Regions from separate parts of the Mus musculus genome. Here region 1 is linked to region 2. A link is a contact called in public promoter capture Hi-C data. All regions are on one chromosome and are shown on one strand. Each heading gives the region's core, a stretch centred on a gene start, on an enhancer-like site or on the middle of the called end of the contact. The rest is flanking DNA. Distances are from core to core; before and after follow the strand shown.

Evidence for each region. Promoter capture Hi-C pulls out the DNA fragments that hold promoters and counts their contacts.
Region 1: a promoter capture Hi-C map of stem cell-derived epiblast-like cells shows a contact between it and region 2, with 5 times the contacts expected there. The contact joins the promoter of Mctp1 here to the promoter of Pcsk1 in region 2. A contact is called at or near these places in 1 of 39 promoter capture datasets (stem cell-derived epiblast-like cells) and 1 of 484 Hi-C or Micro-C datasets (embryonic stem cells).

What each region holds. Positions count from the first base shown.
Region 1 is chr13:76,382,863-76,385,562 of GRCm38.p6, forward strand. It overlaps Mctp1 (multiple C2 domains, transmembrane 1), which reads left to right and starts at 1,277. Exons shown (of 21, transcript NM_030174.3): 1 at 1,277-2,389. The coding sequence starts at 1,673.
Region 2 is chr13:75,088,605-75,091,304 of GRCm38.p6, forward strand. Pcsk1 (proprotein convertase subtilisin/kexin type 1) reads left to right here and starts at 1,253. Exons shown (of 14, transcript NM_013628.3): 1 at 1,253-1,637. The coding sequence starts at 1,458.

The DNA.
Region 1 (2,700 bases), core at 27-2,526, 1.3 Mb after region 2:
GTTTTCAACTGTTGGCTCTTTGTCCCTTTATAGTATCATCTCAAACTTTGGATTCTCAGGGAGACTTTTTGTTTTTAACACTAAATACAGGCTTATTAGATTCAGCAAAAGTATAAGATACCTAGTAAAATAAGACTTTGGATAAACATCAACTAGAATTTTTTGGTCTTTGTTCATATACTAGAAATTATTGTGTTTTGTCTGAAACTCAAATTTAATGAGCTGTTCCATATTATAGCAACCCAAATATAATACTCTTTTATTATCCCTGGATTGTTCCCTGTTAAAAATTCTATTTATTGTCTACTCTCCTGGACCCAACTCAAGCATTCCCCTACATGTTCACAACTGTTTCTCCAGTGCTGATCTCAGTGCCTGGCACATAGTAGATGCTCACTACATGTTAGCCGGATAAGAAAAATAAATTCAGATTGACCACAGCTTCAGGGCAAGTCGCTGGCCAGAAAGGAAAGAGAATGCCTACTTTAAGTAATCAAACAATACTGTGCTGAAACGTCTAGGGAAGGTACAGTGGAGGGAAGGGCATGGTGTTGCCTGCCTTTTAGAAGAGACCTAGTGGAGTCAGAAGATCCTAGATGCATACATTTGGGGAGAAGCAAAATCTAGACGACTTTAAAAAAAAATCAGTTTTCCGACAAACTGAAAGAAATAACTGAAGAAAAATCTGCTTGAGTGGAAAGAACAAGACCGAGCTCTGAATAGGGTCAAAAGCAGTAAGGATCTTCCCATCTCTGTCCAAGCGGAGCGCCCCTGAGACTTACTTTAAGGGTTAGCTTTATTATCAAGTTCTGAGAACTATTCCTGATTATAAGGAAAGTCACCGCGCAAGCAAACAAAGAGCATGGAGAGTGGATGGTGATGAAGTCAAAACAGAAGAAATCAAACTCCCCTCTTGAGCCCAGGATGCCCAAACAGTTGAAGGCAGACTTATTTGGCCTCAGCATTTGGAGAGCTTTATGACCAGCGGCGATGTATGCTGGGTTCCCTGAGGGACCCACCAGGGGTGCAGAGGTGCACTCCACCCCGATGTCCGCTCAAGCAGGGTTCGTCCGTTCGTCCGTCTGTCCTAAAGCAAGCCGTGTGTGGGACTGTAGACTCAGGTCAAGCAGGCTCCCAGCCCTACGCAGCTCCACCCGGCTCTTGCCTGCCCTCCCACCTAGGAGCTGGAGGATGGTCCTGGGTGCTTTAGCCAAGGCTGCTAGTCCCCGACGTCTACAGCAGGACGCGCCCTGTTGTGTGAGCAGCGTGCGCGCCCAGTTTGGAGACGGCCGCCTCTGCTGCTGACAGGTGCTGGCCTGAGGGCGCGGGTGTGGTTCCCAGTGCAGCTGGAAGCCCGAGCCGGCCGCTTGCAGCTTTCCGAGCTCCCGCGGGCGCCGAGGGGAGTCAGGGTGCGGCCTGGGGGCGCTCAGTGGTCTGGAGCAGCGGAGTTCCCTGCTAGAAACTTTGCAGGACGGCCGCGCCCCGCGGCGGGAGGGCCTCGGCCGCAGCCGTTTTGCTCCGAGCTGGCCTGAAGCCGCTGGACGCTCCGGGCTTGTGCTGCTGCGCTGGCCGCCGCCGCCGCCGCCGCCGCCTCCACGCTCCCGGAGGAGGCGCAGCCCGAGAGGGAGGAGGAAAGGCAATAGGAGGGGAGACAAGGTGCCTGGGTTGGAGGATGGAGCCCCGGGCTGCCACGACTGGCGAGCTCGTGCGGGCCGCGTCCCCCTCCTTCCAGGCCCGGCTCTGGAAGAACCTGCAGCTGGGGGTGGGCAAGGGCAAGGGCGGCGGAGGCGGGCGCGCTGGGGGCCCCGAGCACCGCACTGCGGCCACTCCGACCCCGTCCCCGCCGCCCCCGGGGACCACGCAGGACGCCCTGGCCGGTGTGGGAAGTACTGGCAGCAGGTGGAGCGGCTTCAAGAAGCGGAAGCAAGTGCTGGACCGAGTGTTCTCCTCCTCACAGCCCAACCTGTGCTGCTCCTCACCAGAGCCCCTGGAGCCAGGCGGAGCAGGCAGAGCCGAGCAAGGGTCCACGCTGCGCCGCCGCCTACGCGAACATCTGCTGCCCGTGGCTAAGGGGTCCTCGACAGCCACAGGGACAGGCGGAGTGACGCCTCCTGGCGGACGCTCTCCGGACTCAGCTCCTTCTTCGTCTTCCGCCTCATCTTCCCTGTCCTCTTCTCCCCAACCGCCCCCGAGGGGGGACCGCGTCCGTGATGAGAGTACACGGCGTGGGGGCCCTGGGGTGCACCTGTGCCACCAAAAGAGCTCCTCTCTGCCCGGAACCGCGTGCCTGGAGCAGTTGCTGGAACCGGCGCCACCCCCCGCAGAACCGGCCCGGGGTCCCGCCGAACCCCAGGCTCTGCAGAAGGACATAGAGCGCGACTGCAGCCAGGTGAGTGCCAGGTGGCCAGCGCCGGGCAGTGTGCAGGCCACGCCTCCAGCTTCAGGCTGCCTTGGCAGCGAGTGTGTGTGTGTGTGTGTGTGTGTGTGTGTGTGTGTCCCCATGTGTGCGGGCACGGACTACTAACTAGCTGAAACGGAGCAAAGACATTTTGCTCGGGTTTAGTAGTAACAGTTTAGACTTGAACCCTGACTTGACTTTGACACGAATGAATGACACCTGTCGCCAAAAGCACTTTGGGTAGTTTAACACAGAGCTAAAGAAAAGTTTCAAGGTAACTTGGCTGCTTTTTGGAGGTGTCC
Region 2 (2,700 bases), core at 3-2,502:
GAACAAGATGCACATAGTAACCATCATGACCCTCATCAGACTTCCACTAAGGCTTCCTAGTTTGCTGTTCAAAGGAGGGAAAGACCCAGGTCAAACAGAAAGCTGCTGAGAGCTGGCCAGGGCAGCAGCGCCCTTTCTGCTCAGAAGGCTTTCATAGAGGCACTGAGATTATCGCTGTCCACACATCGGTGCTGAATATTAAAGGCTGGGGTTTGCTCTCCTCTGTTCAATCCCTCCAGTTAGAGTCCATCAAGGCAGTATGATTGCTGTTTCGAAGGTGGGCATAGGGACGTTCTCTTATTCTCCCTCTAAGGGCAATCTGTATTCCACAAAGATTCTTGCTGTATTTTATGTGAAAGTACCAGCACAGCTTCAAGTCAGTGCCAAAGTTAAAATCTCCAGTGAGGGAAAAATAGAAAGTTCTGGGTTAATGAAACTTGCCACCTCCCTCACTGAGTCGATATGAAAGTCTTTGGGGCTCTGAACCTCCTCGTTGAAAATTTAAAACATGTTTCTATGTTAAAAACTCATGTTGCTAATCAATCAGTCTTCCTTTTCTCCTTTTTAATGTAAACACTGTAATGATGGTGGCCCTGGGCTCCAAATGATCTGGGGTCGAATTTTAGAAACTGCTTTAGTAGGGGTCAGAAGCAAGAGAGGAGGAATTACGAGTGATTTAAAACGCACTATAAAAATGTTGTTTCAACACTGTGTAGAGGAAGTGCTTATTTCCTTACAGGATTTGAAACAATGCATCAGGTAGCTTCGCTCCTCTGCTCCCAGCCTCTGAAAGATCAAAACACGAGTCCTAGATTGTGTCTGTTTTATAACAAATGCTGATACTCAAGAACCATTATAAGAATTCTATCATCACCAGGCACATTCATAGGAGATATAAGGTAAGATAGAGAAAATAGATGGAAGGCGGGGGTGGGAGGTAGGGAGTGAGGGGTAATTGTTGTGCTTCCTGCCTTGGGATCTTGGTAGTTATATTCAAATGAGGCGGTTCTCTTTGAAGAATGGAGATGTTTCTCACAGCTACAGTATTTATGAACAGGCAGCAGAACTGACCGATCCCACCAGTTTCTTTTCCTTTTCTTAATCCTTCCCTGCCTATTTTAGTCACTTCTCCACCCCGCCGGGAATACCATCCAGTTCTCAGTCCAGGTAGATCTGACGTCAAGAGATGGCTTTCGTCGATTTGACGTGTAAACACTCATTTCTATTCTGGTTGGTAAGGCTGGGGCTCCACTCAGTCGGGAGACTGAAGCACTTTAGTGAGCGCTCGCTCTCGCCGCCCAGCCTCTCCCAGTGAGCCTCTAGCTCTAGTAGAGCAACCCAGAGCCAGGAGAGGTTTTAAGCTGCTGGGTGGAAAGGTCGAGTCTAGCTGGTGTGTCTCTGATCTTGCTTCTTTTCTCCCAGCCCTTCCTACTTGTGTGAGAACAAGGTTTTGAGCCATGGAGCAAAGAGGTTGGACTCTGCAGTGTACTGCTTTCGCCTTCTTTTGCGTTTGGTGTGCACTAAACAGTGTAAAAGCAAAGAGGCAGTTTGTTAATGAATGGGCGGCGGAGATCCCCGGAGGGCAAGAAGCTGCCTCTGCCATCGCCGAAGAACTGGGGTATGACCTTTTGGGTCAGGTAAGAGTTTCCACTTTCGAAAAACTTTCTGGGGCTTAAGGACTCTGGTAGGGCTAAAGTGAAGTGGGAGCCGCTTGCGCTACCCGGCGCCCAGTGTCGCAAGCAGCTCGGAGAATCCTCCCCCTGCTCGCGCTTTTAGAGGAGAAATGCTTGCATTATTTACTGTTTGGGCTGGGCGCCGCTAAACAAGAGGAAGCTGCTCAGCCGACACTGTTCTCTCTGTTGTTGGCTCTAGACTTGAAATCCTCTTCCTCGAGGTTTGGAAAATGAAATAAAAAGCCTTTTACGTTTGTTCGGGGAACTTGAAGGTGCACAGGGGCTCTCGTCTATCTTGGGAAAGGAAGTGAGCTCGGTCCCCTGGGACACAGGAGGCTTGCGGCCAGAGCTGACGCTTTCCTTCTTTTTCAATATGGCAGCACCAGCTCCCAGTACTGAAAACAGGGGACAGGCAGGCTTGAAGATTCCTGAGTGTAAGGGCGCGCCCAGCTGCTGGTACTAGTGACTCCCCAGTCAGGTGATGGTGGTGGTAGTTCAGAATCTGTAGGGGAAACTGGAAGGGGATTAGGTAGGGGAAAAAGTCCGAGCATCGCCAGTGGGGGAGTTCAGGATTTTCCCTGATAACTTGTGAAGTCTGAGCTTCCTAACTTTGCATGGCCAGTGTCTTAGCATGGTCTGGTTGCAGAAATGACTGTGGGGAAAGGATCTCTTTCTGTCTTGTACCTCGGCCGTGTGCACAAACATTTCCTGGGGTTTTCGGGTTATGAGATAAACTGATATTTGTCCAAGTGTATGCTGAATTAACAGACAGGTGGGGAGGGGTGCGCAGAAGCATTAAGTTGGAGTCTGCTTGGCAGAGCAGTCCCAAAAGAGAATCACAGAGGGTGTGATTTCTAATCTGAGCATTTCTTTCCCTTGAAATGGAGTCAAACCCCTCACCATTGCCAGGGAAATTGTCCACAGTTAAGGGGGGAGAGGAGGGAGTAACGAGTTGTAAAACATTTTGGCGCGTTTTCTATTCTGGAGGTGGTGATTGAGACTCTGAAGTCACAGATGAGTAATCGGC